Linked DNA regions of Mus musculus: region 1 is linked to region 2. A link is a contact called in public Hi-C data. All regions are on one chromosome and are shown on one strand. The core of a region is the stretch at or near the end of the contact, and the rest is flanking DNA. Distances in the headings are between cores, read along the strand shown. Region 1 overlaps Aagab (alpha- and gamma-adaptin binding protein). Region 2 overlaps Map2k5 (mitogen-activated protein kinase kinase 5).

Evidence for each region. A called contact is a pair of places that touch in the nucleus more often than the background predicts.
Region 1: a Hi-C map of liver shows a contact between it and region 2, with 3 times the contacts expected there. The contact joins two enhancer-like sites. A contact is called at or near these places in 2 of 39 promoter capture datasets (the 3T3-L1 cell line and hippocampal neurons), 4 of 484 Hi-C or Micro-C datasets (embryonic stem cells, epidermal suprabasal cells, liver and 1 more), 1 of 115 datasets of contacts at active chromatin or transcription factors (bone marrow-derived macrophages) and 1 of 9 other capture datasets (macrophages).

What each region holds. Positions count from the first base shown.
Region 1 is chr9:63,611,503-63,618,261 of GRCm38.p6, forward strand. Aagab (alpha- and gamma-adaptin binding protein) reads left to right here. Exons shown (of 10, transcript NM_025857.3): 2 at 5,184-5,374; 3 at 5,486-5,582; 4 at 6,006-6,095. Among named protein-coding and RNA genes, the nearest start is that of Aagab, 12 kb to the left of the region's middle. Within about 2 kb of position 1,774, at least 138 of the 459 cell types and tissues checked have an H3K27ac peak or open chromatin away from gene starts, as enhancers often do. A contact at or near this core is called in liver, where this site is marked.
Region 2 is chr9:63,341,129-63,347,943 of GRCm38.p6, forward strand. Map2k5 (mitogen-activated protein kinase kinase 5) reads right to left here. Exons shown (of 22, transcript NM_011840.3): 4 at 2,259-2,328. Among named protein-coding and RNA genes, the nearest start is that of Map2k5, 33 kb to the right of the region's middle. Within about 2 kb of position 4,778, at least 16 of the 459 cell types and tissues checked have an H3K27ac peak or open chromatin away from gene starts, as enhancers often do. A contact at or near this core is called in liver, where this site is marked.

The sequences.
Region 1 (6,759 bases), core at 524-3,023, 270 kb after region 2:
CCCTTCGGCTGACATCAGACTCCCCTGCCTCCTGTAATTTTCCTAATTGCTTTCTCTTCTGCCTCCACAATGGAAAAGAAAGCTTTTGAGACGTCATATTTTACAAGGTGGTCAGGCTAGATGAGAAGCCGTCCCTGCGCAGCCTGACGGAGACTTTCCTCATAAGAGCTGCGTGTGGCTCCAACCGCAAAGTCAGGAGGAGCACAGAGAAAGCTGAGTTGGGACTTGGGGAATGGACATTTGTTAAAAATTAAATTTTATTTTTATGTGTATGGTGTTCTACATCTATGCACCACATTTGTGCCTGGTGCCTATGGAGACCAAAAGAGAGCATCAGACCTCATGGAACTGACGTTACACGTAATTGTGAGCCATCGTGTGAGTGTTAGGAATTGTCCTTTCGAACAATTAACAGGTTATCTTAACCACTAAGCCATCACTCTACGCCATGGGAATGAACATCCATCTCGAGCCTCCCCTGTGTTCCATCCCTGCACCTTCTTACACATTTCAGTCTTGAAGCCACAACAGGAGTTTTGTCTCTATTTGAGGTGCACTCTGGCCAGCCTCTGGATAGCCCTCACGTGCAGGGCTGTAGTGGCTCATTTCCAGTGGTCTCCTCTGCTTGCTTGGTGCTGGCTGCACAAAGGGAAGGAAGAGGCACCTTGGGGTCAGCTGGAAAGAGGAACCCGTGACCAACTGTTGTAGCCTGAGTGGGAGACACTGATGCCTGCCGGGAAGGCAGTTTCAGTTTGTAGGATAAAAACTGAGTTAAGGATGTGGCTCAGTTGGTAAAGTCCTTCTCTAGCTTGACTAGGCCCTGGGTTCCACCCCTAGCACCTCACAACGCTGATGTATGCCACATCCTGTAATCCCAGCACCTAGGAGGTGGAGGCAGGAGGATCAGACACTCAGGAAACTACATTCTCAGAACAGTGCTGGTCTCTGGAAGGATTGTCCTGATTTGCCTTGGCAAGTGTCACCTCTCTAAAGCCATGGAAAGTACGATCTGGCCATGAAATCTGTTGGTGTTAAGTAAGTGCTCTTACCACTACCACTACAGACACATGGGTAATGCCAGGTACAGCAGCACTCTGTTACCATTGGAACGCTGCTGCTGCTACTGTTGTTTTGGGCTGAAATGTCTAAGTAAAAGGAGGTCAGGTGTTTTCGTGTACGTGAGTGTGTGTGTGTGTAAACGGTTTGTGTGGTGTTTAGAGAATGCTTCCTAATGAGTGCCAAGAGGCTCACTCACCTCTCACTGATTCTGAAGTGCACCTTGCTACCTCCTCTTTCCTCTGATGGCTTGCCAGATTGGCCTGCTGTCCTAGGTGAGGGCACAAAGCCCATGCAGAAGATAGATGACAAATGTTGGGTCACTCCACTGACTGTCGTGCGTGCAACCTCTGTCACATAGCTTTAATCTTTCTTTTAAACACCAGTGGGGCTGTAGGGGAAATAAGCTCTCAAAGTGAGAAAATAAGTGGGGGTGAGGGGTAGCTGGAGACTCCCTGGCTGCAGAAGAACCGGTTCTCAAGTAGGGACTGCTGTTTGTACTTACGCTTCTAACTGGGTGGGGGTGAGGGTGGGAGGTGGATTTGCTGCGGGACCTAGAGTGACATGTTAACTTTTTACACTACAATGAACTATTTTAAGGTGTGAATCCAAGTGTGTAATAACAGACCTAGTAATCAATCACCTACTGTTTGTCTCTTAAAAAGTTAGGTATTACAGCTCCACCAGGCGGCTGCCAGCAGAGTGGATAAGAGCTGGAGGGCTGGAAGGCAGAGCTGCTCTGGGAATTTCTTTGTACACAGAAGAGCTGAGGGCGTCCACATTCAGGATAATGACAGGCAAAGAAGGGGGAGTGTTTCGGGCCGTGCAAGCATAAGCAGGCTCTCATACCACAGCACTCCTCAAATGCCGTGAGCAATTTGTGAATGGTTTCACTGTCCTGCTGGTTCAAGGGGTGGCGGTGGTCCCCTCGTTCTGCTGTTCCTGTTCAGTCCTGGGGAGACAGTGGCTCTTTAAGTCCAAGGGTGTGCTTTGGCTTGTGGTTATACCCCAGGGTGGTGAGACTGAGCCCAGGTCACAGTGCCAGCATCTCAGGGAAGCAGGAAAAGATGCACTAAGCTGGCTTTAGCTGGCTTTAGCTTTAGGCTCTGCTCCACACGTGGTCTCCCTTCTCTACACTGTATTGACAGTAGGAACTGGAATAAGGCAGTCTTCATCCTTCTCCTACTTCTTACTTGGCACAGATATGATAGCAAAGTTCATACCCAGCCTCACTGAGCAATCTTATTAGATAACACATGCCAAGCCAGAAATGTGCTGCTGAGTAGACTGGGCTCTGCAGTTGTTTGAGGAAGTTCAAAGAGTAAAACAAAACAGAACCCAGGCAGCTACTAAATCACCAGAAACTAAAATTCAGTTTGGTTTTTGGTTCTATTCCCATCTGAGTGTAACACAAAAAGAAATAAATATGCCACCCCATCTCCCGTTTGTTTTTGTTTATTTACTTATCTTAAAAAGCTTTATTAACATACAATCTGTGCAGCATACAGTTTGCCCAACTAAAGTGTACCATCCGGTGCTTCTTAGTGTGTGCAACCCCTTAGCAGATCCAGATGTTCACGGTTGCAGTTAGCATGTACTTGCAATTTAATTGATTGTATTTTGTCATTGAAGACACCGATTTGGAAAAACCATAACCCCAAATTGATTCCAGCTTTTAAGTACAGGACTCAGGAAATAGCAGCAAGCCATGGGGCTTAGTCCATTTGGTTTCTTCTTCGCCTCTTAAAAATACTGCTGTTAGTTTTCCTTCCTCTTTAAAAAACAGCCAGTTCGTTATTTTAAATTAGCCAAGAATGAGGGCTCATTTCATGTTGGCTCCTCCTACCCTTCCCAAGCCCGTCTGTGTTTTGTGACCTCACCTGGCTTGGGCTGCCTTCCTCCCAGTGCTACGGACAAGATGGGGTCTGTGCTGGCTGGGTGATTCAAGGCTACTGTTAGCTTGGAGCATTAGTTCAGACTGTGAGGTGGACTTTGGTCTAGGAATTGGTTTTATTGTTTGCTTATTTTCTCTGTGAGAAATTGATGTGAAGACAAAGCCTTAGATTTTAATAGCTCCTCTGTCCTGCTGCGCGCCCACCTGGGCTGTCATGGTGTGAGGAACATTGTATGTAGCTGGCTGCTATGGAGTTAGCACTAAATAAAGCGTTGTAACTGAAAGTGGAAGTGAGGCAGGATTGCCAATTTGTTAAAGAGGTCAAAGGTCAGTTTCAGACATGGGCACAGATCTGTTCCTTTAAGAGAAATGACTGACGCTTGGGCAAAAATGTAAGGCAGGGGTTGGAGAGATGGCTCAGTATGTAAAGTTCTTGCTGGACATACAAGGATTTCAAAGACCAGCACCCACTGCTGGGTGTGGCCACACAAGAGGGAGGCATGGCTTTAGGCATGGTTGCAGGTGCACTCATAACCTCAGGAGAGTCACAGGGGCCTCCTGGACACCAGCATAGCCAGCTGAAGGTTTGATGAGAGACGCTGTCTCAAGGGAATAAGGTGGAGAGCGGTAGGTGTCCTCTCCAGCCTCTGTGTGTATATACAGTGTGCAAGCTGCACACCCTAGTGCACATAGAACACACTCATTCTTCACCTCTGAATAAGGTGAAGGTGGTGGGGATGGTGTGGGGTAGGGGAGCTTGGCTGGGAACCTTTTCAGTCACCTCTCCCGGTTGTAAATGTGTGGTGCAGGGACCAGCGTGTTCCTACGGCTCTGTGACCATAGTTCTGTGTGTTCTGTGACCATAGTTCTGTGTGTTGTAAATGTGTGGTGCAGGGACCAGCATGTTCCTACGGCTCTGTGGCCATAGTTCTGTGTGTTCTGTGACCATAGTTCTGTGTGTTGTAAATGTGTGGTACAGGGACCAGCATGTTCCTACGGCTCTGTGGCCATAGTTCTGTGTGTTCTGTGACCATAGTTCTGTGTGTTGTAAATGTGTGGTGCAGGGACCAGCGTGTTCCTACGGCTCTGTGGCCATAGTTCTGTGTGTTCTGTGACCATAGTTCTGTGTGTTGTAAATGTGTGGTGCAGGGACCAGCATGTTCCTATGGCTCTGTGACCATAGTTCTGTGTGTTCTGTGACCATAGTTCTGTGTGTTGTAAATGTGTGGTGCAGGGACCAGCATGTTCCTATGGCTCTGTGGCCATAGTTCTGTGTGTTCTGTGGCCATAGTTCTGTGTGTTGTAAATGTGTGGTGCAGGGACCAGCATGTTCCTATGTCTCTGTGGCCATAGTTCTGTGTGTTCTGTGACCATAGTTCTGTGTGTTGTAAATGTGTGGTGCAGGGACCAGCGTGTTCCTACGGCTCTGTGACCACAGTTCTGTGTGTTCGCCCATCAGTGATTCATGTTCTGCAGTGAAATTTTCCTACCTGCACAGCACATAAATTTTTGAAAGATTTAGTTATAATGGAAAACATTTAATTTGCTTTGATACGTTTTTAAATTTGCCAGTGGTGTCTCTGTCAAATAAGGATTTGGGTGGTTTTCAAAGACCGAACAAGAATGGATATAAATAGAATTGGGGCCATTTATCAGTATCTATTATTTTGTTTCATTAACTGAATTAATGTCTAAGCATTTAGCCCAAGGAATATATGCAGCTCTATTTTATTAATGACTTAGCCTTAATCCGCTCATCCTCTTAGCGTGCAGTAAGTGCAAAGTGGTTAGGAATTTCTGCAGTCATCTACTTCCCATGGAGGACTTACATAATAAAATTAATATACCCTCATTCTTTCTTTTCTCTTTGCTCTTTCCTGGGTATTTATCAAGGTAGCTTCCACTCCCCTCCCACCCCCACTACTGTCTAATCTAGAGCTAATGAATTTTGTGTAGCCCAGTGTTAACAGCACTTGACAAGTACTGGAAGGGCCTGCAGAATTGCAAAACAGAAAAAAGAAGGAAAGCCAGTGATTTAAATAAGGTCACCATTGCCTTTGTAATAATCATTAGAGAAGAAACTCTCCCAGTAATTGTGGGGCTCTTTAGATCCATTGTAGACGGGGAAGCAGCCGAGGCCCTGGGTCATCTGGCCCTGGGTCGTCTCATTAAATAAACTGGCCAGTGTATCGGGTTCTGTGCCTTCCATGGAGTCACTGTGTTGTCTATTTAGATATCCTTGGGACAGAAGATGCTGTTGTGGAAGCAACTTCCAGCGATGCTGTGAGGTTTTACCCCTGGACCATCGATAACAAGTACTATTCCGCAGAGATCAACCTGTGCGTGGTGCCAAGCAAGTTCCTGGTCACTGCTGAGATTGCCGAGTCAGTCCAGGCGTTTGTAGTTTACTTTGACAGCACACAGGTAAGCTCTGTGATGCCTTCAGTCAGACATTGTCATAGCTTTCTGCTTCTCCTCTGTGTTCTCTGAGTTCCTCAGTGTGTCTCTTTATTTTTGTTCATTTCCACCCCATAGAAATCAGGTCTTGACAGCGTCTCCTCGTGGCTCCCTCTGGCAGAAGCATGGCTAGCTGAGGTGATGATCCTGGTCTGTGATAGAGTGTGTGACGATGGTGAGACCTTCCTGCAGATCTGTTTTAAGGTTTATTTACTTTGTGTGTATGCGGACACCGTTGCTGTCTTCAGGACACACCAGAAGAGGGCCTCGGATCCCATTACAGATGGTTGTGAGCCACCATGTGGTCGCTGGGAATTGAACTCAGGACCTCTGGAAGAACAGTCTCTCTGGCCCAATCTTCCTGCAGATTTACCTTTCCATGAAGATGGGTCCATCCATGTGCTCTGCTCACCGTTACTCTCTGATACTCCCACAGTGGCCACGTTAGTTGTTTTCAGCATACTTTGAGGCTGCGGTCATTTTCGTTCTGTAGCTTTATTTTAGATGCCTTTACAATGCCATTGACATTCGGGGGAAACGTTGAGGTCTGAGTGTGTTGAAGGTCAGTTACTTAACATTCTTTTGTGTGTTGTTTTAGGAATAAACCGACAACAGGCTCAAGAGTGGTGCATCAAACATGGCTTTGAGTTGGTGGAACTCAACCCAGAGGAGCTGCCCGAGGAGGACGGTGAGTGTACTGTCTGGAGAGAGCAGAACATTGGCTTGACGTCTAAGATTGTGGTCTAACCTAGGGTGATCACAGCAAGAGCCTACAAATACTAATTTTCTCCGGCAGTTTGAAAAGCTTTGAGCAGGACCCATTGCTATGCTGTGACCCTCCCAGCTCTGCCATAGGTTTTTTGTTTGTTTGTTTGTTTGTTTGTTTGTTTTGCTTTGGTTTTTTTTTTTGTTTTGTTTTTTGTTTTTTTTTTCGAGACAGGGTTTCTCTGTATAGCCCTGGCTGTCCTGGAACTGTAGGCTAGGCTGGCCTCGAACTCAGAAATCTGCCTGTCTCTGCCTCCCGAGTGCTGGGATTAAAGGCGTGCACCACCACTGCCTGGCAGCTCTGCCATAGTTTGTTCGATGGATTCCATGGCCCATTTTAGAACTTTTGAAAATGCAGGTGTGTGCTTAAATAAATGAAAGTAAGAGGTCACTGCTGAAAACCATTGTCACCTCCCTGTTTTCTCTACTGCCAGCCAAGGATGATGAGGCCTGTGTGTGTGTGTGGAGTTTATGTTCCTCTTTTTAAATTCATAGCGAGCTAAGGCTGAATTTCTAGAAATCTCTGGGAGCATGCCAGACCTTTTGACACCCAAGCCAAAAATAAACCCAGAGCCTCCCACACCCCT
Region 2 (6,815 bases), core at 3,528-6,027:
GGGCTGGCACTATAGACATCAATCAGAAGTCAAAACCTGACAGTCTAATGGAGACAGGTGATTCCTCAACTGAGACTCCTTCTTCCCAAGAGTCTCTAGTCCGTATTAAAATATTATAAAATATAACCTGAACAAATATGTATTTCATCACATGGGGGCATCTACATCTGTAGTGAGGTAGTCAGGTACCAAACAAGACAATCGAAAAGAGCCCAAAAGATCTGAGTCACAGCACCGAGAAGGGGGATGGACTACCATTTTGAAATTCTCAATGTGGCCTGGAGAGACTACATTCAATGCATATTAAGCCACATGGGTTAGTTATGCCAGGGATGAAGTGATCACAGCATGTCATAGCTGTGTCTTTATAGCATTAAACTAAACCAGTGGTCCTCAGCCTTCCTAATGCTACGACCCTCTAATATAGTCCTTCATGTTGTAGTGATCCCCAACCATAAAATTATTTTCATTGCTACATCATAACTGTAATTTTACCACTGTTGTGAATCATAACATAACTAAGACAGCCCTTGTAAAAGGGTTGTTTAGACCACCAAACGGGTTGTGAGCTACAGGTTGAGCACCACCGCACAAAACCCCTCAAACTCCCTTTACACACCCACTAGAACTTGACGTTATATGCCTTTCCCAAGAAACAAACTGTAATTTAAGTCACCTTCTCACTCGCAGTATACTAAATGCTTAGCTGCTGTATAGCTCTCAGGCTTCTTAAGAGCCCATACAACGGGAGGAGAAAAACCTAACTGTGGAACTGCTGGGAGGGACAGGAAGGAGAGCTGAGGTCTCAGAATGGCTGCCACCACCAGGGGGTTTAGCACAGGAACAGCCTTGCTGACAAGACTGCCTGGACAGTGACAGGGAACTGAACTGAGAAGAGTTCCTGTGGAGAGAAGGAAACTGTTTAGTATAAAGAAAAGCCCTCCAGCCTGGTGACTAGATTCTCTGGGATTGCCATAACAGAGCTCAGAAGCAATGGATAGAGATTTTCAGCTGGTAAAACACTATTCTTTGTGAAGGAAATAATTTTTAAGTTTGCTCCAACTCTAAAGTCACAGAGAAAACAAGGAAATAATCTGGGTCACTGTCAGGAGACAGCTACAAAAGCACGGCAGCCTCTCTGTTTGCCTGTTCAGTCAAGCGCCACAGAACGCGATTAATCATACCTTTCTTTTGAATGACCACTGATCTTAAGTAGCACAGTTTTATCCTTTTACTTTGCCCTCCATTAAGTTCTTACTAATAATGAAATAATCCCCCTGGTTCTACTGCCCACGCAAATGCCCAAAGAAGTAGATTGCACTTGAACCCGGATCTCCTCCCTAGCTGGCCAAGCCAACTGCCTTTGAGACCATCCCTACAATAGAGCCCAGTGGTTAATTGAGCCATTCAAACTTCTGAGTTACAGGTAATGAAAGTCTAGAATGTTTAATTGGAAAACTCATACCATGATTATCTGTACAGTATTAGTTAACGAAGTGAGTTTAACTTTTAATTATTTCAATTAAGCTATTTCTAGAAGAGTTACTTAGAGGATTTCCTGGTCTGTTCAATTAGTTAGAAAACATGGATTTCAAGTGGGGCAAAAATAATGGTTAAAAACTTACTTTGGTATAACTAAGTCACTCTTCACTACTGTTCAAATTTTGAGAGGATATTTACACAAGGAACAATCACAGCCCGTACAGGGCTGGTACTGCCCACCCTAAAGGAGGGATTCACTTAGTCTCGCCCTCATGTAAATCAACTGCCACTGAAGAAGAGGGCCCCATTAGTTTTTAAAAACCTCCCCCATCCCAAGACAAATATCAAGCTCTGCCCAAAGCCCTGTCCCTGAGCCCCATTTCTCACAGCCTCCACACAAGCTAACAGCTCTCATCTCAACAGCAGCCTTCACCATCATTATGAGCCACAAGTCATAAGTCCAGAACTAAAGCCAGCCATCTGCCTTGCTTTAGAATCATGGGGACTCCCAAAGAGTTCTTTAAGCGAATGTAAGTATGCACTTCAAAAAAAAAAAACAATCTAGTTAGTTTAATTTACTCTAGTAGATTAGATATTTTATCTGCTATAACTATAATGTAGCTTGCAATCCCCCATGATAATGAATACTTCTTTTGTTTTTTTCAGATTATGAGCTAAACATCATGCTATGTGCATTTAAACCTTTGGAAAGCATAGCTGGTGATCAAACAGTTTGCTGAAATAATCACTGTTGATTAGAATTTGTTCAACATTACCTCTTGGAAATATCTGCAGCGGCTCTATTAGCTGGCCATTTACTTGCTGTTCCATTACTGTGGAATAATACTGCAAAGAGATAATAGAAAGAGATTACTCAGTAATGTATGGACACTGGGACAGACACTTACGGGCTGTTTAATTCATGGTACTCTTGTAAATGGCTGGTATGCACACATCAGCCTTGAGTACACAGTGTCTCTAGTTGCACATCAAAATTGCTACAGTGAATGTATTCAAGATTTGGAAGTCTAGTAGGGGGTTATCGTCCATACCACCATTTATCTTTAAGACTAACAGTATTAACTAAGACCCCATGTTAGTATTTAACATACTTTAAAATGATATATATTTTAAATCATAAAAAAGCATTTTATAGAAATTACTCAAATTGCTTCTTGTGCTTTTCCTCTGAAATTTGTAAAGCAAAATGAATAGGCTCAATATTTGGCTTGAATTCACATGTCAGTCAATCAAACACACACATTTGTGTATAAAGCACAGAGCTAATAGGACTGAAGTTGAAGAGACTGCTGGGCCCAGTGAACAACATAGTACTCAACCAAGGACAGCAGAACTCCCATGTAAAAGCAGTCTCCTAACAAGTCTCCTTCTGATTCGTAATTTGGCTTTAGGCACACTTTAAGATGGATCAAAGCTTACTGTAAAATTCTAGGCACATAAAGCATAAGGTCTTGAGTAAAACAACAGCTCACTGTCCCTCATAAAATAAGCCCAAAATACTAAGCACACTGTTTCCTGGAACACTGCCTGCTCCACCTATCTGCCTATATGTGGAGATGGCTTCTGTACCTTTTTATACTTCTTTAAGCTGAACAAACAAGAAAATAATGTTCATGAAGAAAAATACCTACAATGAAAACCACTGACTAGGCTTAAAATTGTTTTTTTATTTATTTATGTGTATGGGTATTTATGTGTATGCCTGCATATATCCACCACTAGCATGCCTGGTACCTGCAGAGACCAGAAAAAGATCTGGAATTACAGATGGTTGTGAGCCACTGTGTGGGTGCTGGGAATCAAACCCCAGTTCCCTGGAAAGGCAGTCAGTGTTCTTAACCACTGAGCCATCTCTCCCGCCCTGACTTTGTGCTTTAAGGGCTTATCAAAAGCAGGACACTCTCTCCCCATTTCTCATTTTTGCTGTTTTTATATTTAAATATGCACATACCACTTAACTACGACATTTTCAGGAAATTCCTGAAATTTGATTTTTACTAACATTCTAAAAAACCCTTCTATCTTGGGGCTGGAGAACTGACTTTGCGGTTAAGAGCACTGACTGCTTTTCCAAAGGATGCTCTTCAAGATGACTCTGTTCAATTCCCAGCACCCGCATGGCAGCTAACAACCATCTGTAATTCTACTTCCAGGGGACCTGACAAAATAGCAATGAACATAAAATAAAAATAAATTTTAAAAACTGGAATCTTTTTATTGGTGTTATATACATTAAGGTTATTTTAGAATCAATCTTTTTCCTCCAAAATATGCAAAGGTCTGAATATTCTGCATCACTGTGAAGATCAGAAGCTGAGAAAGCCAAGGCCTTCTGTTCTGCACTGCAAACAAGGAAGGTGAAGGTGACCGTGGTGGCAGGGGCAGGAGGGACAGCTGGCTGATGACCAAGATGCACACAGCCCTCCTGCAATGGCTTTCAAACTGTAAAGGAAGGCAATTCTCTCTTTCTAAGGACCTAAAAACTTAAATACGCACAGCGGAAAAATGTGCAAATCATGTTGGAATACACTAGGGCCACAGAGGCTGCTCCCGAAAAGCAAGGAAGTACAGTGCACTTGCCATTACTCACACGGTGACGACAGGTAAGTGAAATATCAATCATGTCGGCTGTCAACCTTTCGGGACAGCAATAACTGTTAACAAGTAGTCTGGAAAAATTGTCCGAAAATGACTTGTCCTCGGCAGGCACACAAGTACTTGAGGTTTCTGCGGAAAATTAAGATGCCAGTGGCTATTTGGAACATTGCTCAGGTATTCTTTTTAATGGGAAATTTGCCGGTTATTGATCCACAGCATGTACCCTTGCTTCTGGAAGGCTGCAAGCAACTTTCCAATCAGTGGCTGTCAAAGAAATCCCTGCCTTTTTATACTGATACAAGACAGCACTGTGGCCATGCCCATAGTTACTGCTTTTCTTTAATTAACTGCTATGTACAGTAGGTTTCTACTTTGCTATGGTCCTAGAAATCAGGAAAAAAATATCCTTATGCTTTATCTAACAAACTAATTATAGAATTGTCTGAAACGGGTGCTCGGGGTCAAGTCTGAGAACAAATAACCTCGAGTGTGAGGGTCAGGACAGGTGCAGTGCCTTTCCCCTACTATAAAACCTTGCATGCATGAAATTGACCTGTTTTCCAGCTTTATTTATTTACCCCCCAAAATAAATAAAAAAGGCTTTCACTTTCATCTTAGCACTGTGCCAAATCAACTGGAAAACTGCATATATGTTTGTAACCACTGTGAAAAATTTAGGCAGTGTATACCCAGCTCTCCGTACTATGATTAACAGAGTCCCTCTGCAGTGATACACACTGTGCTGATTAAGACTTTTCTCTCAAACAGTTAATTCGGCTTTACTTTTACTTTCTTACAGCTCTCTCAAACTCAAGTGCCTTTCCCCTGCTGACATATTAGGCTAGAGATGGACAAACACACAGAACTGGGTAGCAACCAAGCCCATGGTGTGAACCCACTGTGAGCTTGTGGGCCGCTGCTGCCTATGTAGCACTCCCTACAGGCAAGGGAAAAACGCGGGGCATGTGCAGGACATTGGCACAGAGCACTCTCACCAGGCTACGAGGCTGCCAAGCTGCTAGGTCTGTTGCTGCCCAGATGAATGATAAAGGCGCTCGAGGCCTGGAGGGCCCATCCCTGGGAACCTCACACTGGCTGTCTCCTGACCCATGGCACCAGTGGGGTAATGCTGCCTTGCCTTGCTGTATCTCACTCTGCTGGGATGTAAGATGGATTCCAGCCAGAGGAGTGCTGTAAGCCTCACAGAGAAATAGCAAAGATCACAACTAAACCACTGGTTTTAATGAAGTCTGGCCCTCTGTCTTTGCATCCTTCTCATTTATTCTCTCCCATTTTGTTCTAAATAGTAATAAAATCATCAGTGATGGCAGAGACAAGACTCTGGCTTGACCAAAACAAAAGAAAAAAAGCAAGTCCTAACAGAGAAGCCTAGACCTCAGACACCAAGACAGCTAACATGAGTTGAACAGAAAAGTCACAATGTGGTCATCTACCACATGTTAGCTATTTTTACTTCAACATACGATCTACACACAGTAGGTGTTTGTGAAGTGTGTACTGACTAAAATGGGGCTGGACCCTGATTCTACCAATCACTACTGTGCACAGCCCTCAGAAAGTCACCCAATCTCCTCAGGCATCGTGGCTTCCAAAGGAGAGTGAGAATGTTTGCCTTATCACCCAGGTTACTGTGAAATCCCAGGCTAAACAGCAGCAGCAGCAGCAGCAGCAGCATGAGTGAAGGACTTCATACGCTCAAATCCACACAGCCCATCACCTCCCAAGGCTCAGCAATCAGCAACACTTAGCCTGGCACTTCCTACCTTAGGTGCACTCTCGCATGTAAAGCGCAGATTACATACAGAAACTATAGAACAGGTGCCTAAACGAATCCCACAGGCAGCAGTTAGTGCGCTTGCTTCAGCTGTCCCTCCCATAATCCATTACAAGCAGTAATTGCAGCAATAATCAATATGCTAACCAGGTAAAAGATTAATCAGTTTTACGATAGCTAATGGAATCTCTAGCACCAGGCTTGGATCGGTTTCAGAGTCTCTCTGAGATGTTCTTTAAAACCCTTAACAGTTTTAATAAGAATGTGGCAGAGTTTAGTGTAGTTATCCAAAAATATAATTAATCTCCAAAGGAAGGCCAGATTCAGCAAAGGACAACAAGTACAATTGCTTCCTTTGTTTGCAAGTTTATCAAGCAGTGTCCCTATTTGTTATGAACCCAATTCTAATTATAACAGCATAATTCAATCAATAACTCAAATTTTAATGGAAATCTATGATATTAAAAAAGAAAATCAACAACCTGAGTTCAAAACAACACAGTTTAATATTACAAGCCTTAGATTCTCTATGAAGGGGGACAACCCTCAGCCCCACAAATGCCTGTACATGTTGGACTCAATACTGAATACCTCATACATTTTTCTAATTTCCCATACATCTACCCTAATCAACTGCTTAATAGGTGAGACAAATGGCTTACCAATAAGCATAGGTTATTAGTGAACAATAAAAAAAAAAGTTTTATTCTAGTTCAATGCTTAAAACATGAAACACGTGCTTACTATTTAAGAATTAAAAAGTAGGTGGGTAGCATATCCGCCAAACCTTTAACTAAACAGACAGAATCACCAAGCAGACTGCTGAGCTAGCAGAAAGCCCTGGCTTCTGCATTCATTGCTCCCACAGTGTGTGAGCTCAGCCATCTTCCCTGGCTGAGAAAAGGGCACAAAGCCCTCT